2 separate regions of the Sus scrofa genome follow, and region 2 is linked to region 1. Evidence: chromatin contacts called from public HiChIP or PLAC-seq data. All regions are on one chromosome and are shown on one strand. The core of a region is the stretch at or near the end of the contact, and the rest is flanking DNA. Distances in the headings are between cores, read along the strand shown.

The links. HiChIP or PLAC-seq counts read pairs in DNA pulled down with a chosen protein or histone mark.
Region 2: an H3K27ac HiChIP or PLAC-seq map of alveolar macrophages shows a contact between it and region 1. The contact joins two enhancer-like sites. A contact is called at or near these places in 5 of 47 Hi-C or Micro-C datasets (embryonic fibroblasts, epiblast stem cells, heart right ventricle and 2 more) and 1 of 2 datasets of contacts at active chromatin or transcription factors (alveolar macrophages).

Annotation. Positions count from the first base shown.
Region 1 is chr5:62,148,294-62,151,676 of Sscrofa11.1, forward strand. No RefSeq gene overlaps it. Among named protein-coding and RNA genes, the nearest start is that of CD69, 72 kb to the left of the region's middle. Within about 2 kb of position 1,503, at least 21 of the 83 cell types and tissues checked have an H3K27ac peak or open chromatin away from gene starts, as enhancers often do. A contact at or near this core is called in alveolar macrophages, where this site is marked.
Region 2 is chr5:62,540,932-62,544,162 of Sscrofa11.1, forward strand. The region is part of intron 1 of M6PR (cation-dependent mannose-6-phosphate receptor); the gene reads left to right. Among named protein-coding and RNA genes, the nearest start is that of M6PR, 4.8 kb to the left of the region's middle. Within about 2 kb of position 1,465, at least 4 of the 83 cell types and tissues checked have an H3K27ac peak or open chromatin away from gene starts, as enhancers often do. A contact at or near this core is called in alveolar macrophages, where this site is marked.

The DNA of each region.
Region 1 (3,383 bases), core at 253-2,752:
CCATAAAAAAACAAAAAGATAACCCACAAAATGGGAGAAAACATTTGCAAATGAAGCAACAGACAGGGTTTTAATCTCTAGAATACATAAACACCTCCTGCAGCACAATATCAAAGAAATAAACAACCCAGTCGAAAAATGGGCAGATCAGAGCTCCCCATGTGGCTTGGTGGTAACAAACCCTACCAGTATCCATGAGGATGTGGGTTTGATCCCTGGCCTGGTTCGTGATTTAAGTATCCAGCACTGCCTTGAGCTGTGATGGAGGTTGCAGATGTGGCTTGGATCTGACATTGCTGTGGCTGTGGCATAGGCTGGCAGCTACAGCTCCAATTTGACCCCTAGCCTTGGAACTTCCATGTGGCATGCATATGGCCCTAAAAAGACAAAAAGGCGGGGGGGCAAAAGATCTAAATACACATTTCTCCAAAGAAGACATACAGGTGGCCAAAAACATATGAAAAGATTCTCAACATGGCTAATTACTAGTGATAACAAATCAAAACTGCTGTGATGTACCACCTTTCACCAGCCAGTATGGCCATCATCAAAAAATCTACAAACCATAAATCCTGGAGTGGGTATGGAGAAAAGGGAACCCTCCTACACTCTTGGTGGTAATATACACTGGTACAGCCATTATGGAAAACAGTGTGGAGGTTCCTCAAAACACTAAAAATAAATTTGACCCTGTAATCCCACTCCTGGACATCTATCTGGAGAAAACTATAATTCAAAAAGTTACATGTGCCCAACATTCACTGCAGCACTATTTACAATAGCAAAGACATAGAAGCAACTTAAATGTCCATAAACAGAGGAGTGGGTAAAGATGTGGTACATACATACAGTACAATATTACTCAGCCAGAAGAAAGAATGCAATGATGCCGTTTTCAGCAACGTGGATAGACCTAGAGATTATCATATTAAGTAAAGTTAGACAGTGAAAGACAAACATCATGTGATATCACTTACATGTGGAATCTAGAAAAAGGATATAAATGAACTTATTTGCAGAACAGAAACAGACCCACAGAATTTGAAAAAATTATGGTTTTTTCACTTAAAAAATTATAAGGGAGGAGTAGAGAGGGATGGCCTTTGGGTTTGGGATGAGCATATGCACACTGAGGTATATGAGAATTGACTGGCCAAAGGGGACCTGCTGTATAGCACAGAGACCTCTACCCAATATTCTGTGATCATCTATGTGAGAAAAGAATCTGAAAGAGAATGGATATGTGTGCATGTATAACTGCATCACTTTGTTGTACAGCAGAAATTATCACCATCTTGTAAGTCAACTCTATGTTAATCAAACTCTAAAACATGGGATGAAAAAAGTTTTCTTATAAGTCAACATCCTGACCAAGCTTGCTTCCTGTTTCATGATCAAAGGAGATTTTACAAAACTGTTAGCCACAACAGTTCTCGGCTAGAGAAGTGCTGCTTTAGGTTTTCTCTCTGTTTCTCTCTTTTTCTTTCTCTGTGGTGGCTGAGGGCAGAGTTCCCAGGGGCAGAGGTTAGAACCTTCTGTGCTGTGGTACTCAGAGGCCCTTCAGCCTACTGGTATCTGCGTGTCCCTCCCCCTGCTCCTACTCATCCCTCCTGGCATCTGCCTGCTCTCGGCTTCCAAGCCAGAGGAAGAAGTGGAAGCTTCACAGCTCAGCCTGGTGCCTCAGGTTCCCATGAGAATGCAAAGCGCTGTGGGGACTTCCCCCTCCCCGCCTTGCATCATTTCTCTGCTCAGAACTCAAAACCTAATCTGTCTGCATCATTTCTCTGCTCAGAACTCAAAACCTAATCTGTCTCCATCATTTCTCTGCTCAGAACTCAAAACCTAATCTGTCTCCATCATTTCTCTGCTCAGAACTCAAAACCTAATATGTCTCAGATCCATGCCACAGCAGTGACCACCCCTGATCCTTAATCTGCTGAGCCACTGAGGAACTCCAGCCCTGCTTTTTCTCAACTTACGTAGAGATTCAGTCAGCTAACATGAAACCATTGGCTGTTTTATTTTCTCCAGAGAGCCAGGCTCTTAGGTAATGAGACAAATGAGTTTGGATGGAAGGGTCAATGATGGAGACCTGTCTGATGCAGATGGACAGCAATGTTGAAAAGAGTGGACCAGGTAGAGGAGAGCAGAGGCAGGCCTGGCACGTCAAGAGTTTCAAAGTGGTACTAGAAATGGAGAAGTAGGAGTTCCCATTGTGGCTCAGCACAGCAGGGTTAAGAACCTGACTAATTGAACCTGAGGATGTGGGTTCAATCCCAGGTTCGTGGCAATGAACCTGACTAATATGCATGAGGTTGCAGGTTCTATCCCAGATCCTGCTCAGTCGATTAAGGATCTGTCATTGCCACACGCTGCAGCATCGGTCACAGACATGGCTCAGATCCCAAGTTGCTGTGGCTGTGGCGTAGGTCAGCAGCTGTGGCTCTGATTTGACCCCTAGCCTGGGAACTTCCATATGCCACGGGGGTGGCCCCAAACAAACAAACAAACAAAAAGAAACTGGGAAGTAAAACACTAAGCAAACAGTGCTAAAGGACAACAGAAAAACGTCAACATTTCCCCAATTTTCCTCAAGGTGCACCATGCGGCCATTCTTCTCATTATCATTTGGATTTTATCAAGACACACACGAATGGTTTTCAGAGAAAAGTGAAACATAAGCACAAAGCAAAACAATTTGTAAAGAAAAACATACTGCTTTGGATCCAGGATCCAGAGGGTGAGGACTTAAATATCTGATTTTTATTTAACTAATCAGAACAGGAATTTTCTTGGTAATTATATTTTTATGGGATTCTTTTTTGTGATGTAGAAAAAACAAATAATAACCCATCTTAAGCAGGGTATTCGGAGTCATTTATTGAGCAATGATGAATTCGTTACTCTTTGGGGCTCCTGGGGAACAAAAGTGACAGGTCCCTCCACTCAAAGTGCAGACACCAGAGGGTCCATATGCACTTACCTGAGAAGATGAAGCCTGAGGTGAATTTAAACTAAGTAGGTGTTAACCAGAAAAGGGGATCTGAGACTTGGTTGGAAGTGTGCAGGGAGTGGAGGGGGACTCTCTGAGTAGTGGCAGCTAGGTTTCTGTCTCCTCACTCAGGCTGGTTCTGTTTTATTGTTGTATTGTGATGAGAGAAAAACTGGCAAGTGAGGACAGAAGTGGATTTTCAGGGAGAAGGAAGGAAAGTAACTTCCTCATAACCTCCTTTCCCAAATAACCTAATCCCATATTTCTCTGATACAAAATTCCGTGTCTTCCTGTCCCATACCTGTGAGGAAATCCAGTATGCCCTGAAGGCTTTTCAGCTCCATGGACCTATCACATAGGGGTGTAATGAAATTTTACCTCCTGGGCATCA
Region 2 (3,231 bases), core at 215-2,714, 390 kb after region 1:
AACTATAAAGCTTCTTAAAAGAAAACATAGATACAACCTATTCACCCATCAAAAAGAACAGAAAAACAAGTCACAAAATATCCGTACAATGTATTACTATCCAGCGAAAAAATAATAACATACCAACCCTGCTTCAGATATGTGCAACACAGAAACTTATGGACTTTACACTGAGTGAAAGAAACCAAACATGGTACATAACTCAGCTTTCTATGAAATTCTAGAATAGACAAAATTAATCTATGGTGAAAATTTCAGAGCAATAGTTGCCTCTAGGACTAGGAGAAATGACTGGAAAAAGGGTATGAGGAAATTTTCTTGGGTGATGAAAATCTGCGAAATGATTTGAGGGTGGTTATGGTTATGACACATTTGTCAAGACTCACTGCACTGTATACTTAAGAGTTATGAATTTCATGATTTATATTTTACCCCACAACAAAAAAATAAAAGTTTAAACGAACATTGACTTCTAATTAGTAGGCTTGCTTTGCCAGCTGTAAAACTACTTCCTGTAATTTCTCAGGTGTGAAAAAAACATATAATGTATTGAATATGGTGGGAGCTGACTCCCCACCATATTCCCCACCATTTTTTTTTTTTTTTTTTTTGGCTTTTTAGGGCCGGACTCGCAGCATATGGAGGTTCCCAGGCTAGGGGTCTAATTGGAGCTACAGCTGCCAGCCTACACCAGAACCACAGCAACGCAGGATCCGAGCCGAGTCTGTGACCTACACCACAGCTCTCGGCAACACCAGATCTTTAACCCACTGAGAGGGGCCAGGGATCGAACCCACAACCTCATGGTTCCTAGTCAGATTCTTTTCTCCTGTGCCACAGTGGGAACTCATGATTCCCCACTCTTGAAGAGGTATATAGATTTCCTAACTATCTGCTGAGAGGGACCAAGTAATGACACACAAGTAGTAATAAACACACCCGGTAGTCATATCTTGGTTTCCCAATACTTTTCTCCACTAAAAGGAACCAGGCCTTCTTTGAGATATAACTGATTCTAGGATAAGAAAAGTATGATACAGGAGTTCCCATTGTGGCACAGCAGAAACAAATCTGACTAGGAACCACGAGGTTGCAGGTTCGATCCCTGGCCTTGCTCAGTGGGCTGAGGATCTGGTGTCGCCATGAGCTGTGGTGTAGGTCCCAGATGCGTCCCGGATCCTGCATTGCTGTGGCTGTGGTATAGGTCGCAGCTGTAACTCCAATTCGACCCCTGACCTGGGAACCTCCATATGCCCCAGGTGCGGCCCTAAAAAGCAAAAAAGAAGAAGAAGAAAAGTATGATCCACATGGAACATCTACGTGCCCAAAAGTAAAGAACTTCTCAAAAAATGATAGGAACAAGTCAAAAGGACAAAGAAGCCACCATGAATAGGTTCCCACTGCCAGTTCAACAGTGACCCATATCCTCCAGCAATCTTTTTGTCACCTCCTCAGTGACTGCATGTTCCTGTGACAGGAACCACACCCTTTCTTCAGAGGTCTGACCTTTTCCCCTGTGGTTGGAAAGGCAGCACTTCCTTTAAGTTTCTAAGCTGCTTCCTTGTTAACTGATCTTCAGCCCTTGAGGTAGTAGCTGCATTGTTTAGGTCCTACTTCTGTACAACTTGTATATATATTGGAGTGCTCTCTTATCCCTTTTAGTAATTGATTTTTTTTTCTTACTAAAAAACAATTCTTTATACTAAATTTTTCCTTAAAATCGCTCACGCGGTATCTTGTAATTAGATCCTGACTGATACAAGGACACATCATTCTCTCTCAGCCCTATCAAGAAATGCAGGAGTTCCTGTCGTGGCGCAGTGGTTAACAAATCCGACTAGGAACCATGAGGTTGCGGGTTCGGTCCCTGCCCTTGCTCAGTGGGTTAACGATCCAGCGTTGCCGTGAGCTGTGGTGTAGGTTGCAGATGCAGCTCGGATCCCGTGTTGCTGTGGCTCTGGTGTAGGCCGGTGGCTACAGCTCTGATTTGACCCCTGGTCTGGGAACCTCCATATGCCGCAGGAGCGGCCCAAGAAATAGCAAAAAAAGCCAAAAAAAAAAAAAAAGAAAGAAAGAAAGAAATGCATACCTAAATGTACTCATGAGGCAACACCAGATAAACCCAAAACAAGAGACAATCTCCAAAATGAGAGACTTGTACTTTTCGAAATTTCAAAATCAAAAAGATAAAGAAAAATGACCAACAGCAGTGTGTGACTCTGGCTTAGGTTATGTGGTTGGGAAAGGGAAGTAATTATAAAGAATATTTATTGAGGAGTTCCCGTCGTGGCTCAGTGGTTAACGAATCCGACTAGGAACCATGAGGTTGCAGGTTCAATCCCTGGCCTTGGTCAGTGGGTTAAGGATCCGGCGTTGCCGTGAGCTGTAGTGTAGGTTGCAGATGCAGCTCGGATCCTGCGCTGCTGTGGCTCTGGTGTAGGCCGGGGGCTACAGCTCTGATTCGACCCCTAGCCTGGGAACCTCCCCATGCCCCGGGTGTGGCCCTAAAAAGCAAAAAAAAAAAAAAAAAAAAAAGAAAGAAAAGAAAGAATTCTGCTTCGAGATGGCAAATTGAATATATGCATAACAGGACTGAGAAATTACCAACAAAGTTCAAAAGATTCCTGAACAGATCAGAAAAGGTGAGTAAATAGGATGTATTTGACAGCGAAACAAGAGCAAAACCTGTAACACAAAACTCATGCAGAACAAAGCTGTTGAGAGGTGTTTTGTTTTGTTTTGTCTTTTCGGGCCACACCACTTGCTGCAAATGGAGGTTCCCAGGCTAGGGGTCAAATCAGAGCTGTAACCCGCTGGCCTCTGCCACCACCACAGCAATGCCAGATCTGAGCCACTCACAGTAACCTCAGATCCTTAACCCACTGAGCCAGGCCAGCGATCAAATCTGCATCCTCATGGACACTAGTCAGATTTGTTTCTGATGAGCCACGGTGGGAACTCCAAGCTGCTGAGAGTTTTAAAAGGCATTCCCAACAAAGCTCCCACCTCAGCATCGCCAAAGAGCAGGTCTGGGGCAATCGTCAAAGCAATGAATTGATTGAAGCAGGGATTCAGAATACCTAGCTCTTCAAAGCATCCTCCCCTTTTCTGCAGATACTAAGCAGGCATCTTCAACATCTGTTTACTTTCTAAACGAAGTAAACAATTTGTGTGTAGGGGAAGGGTGTGGATGTGGGTAGAGTGTGGGCAGCATCCTTGTTAATGCTGAGG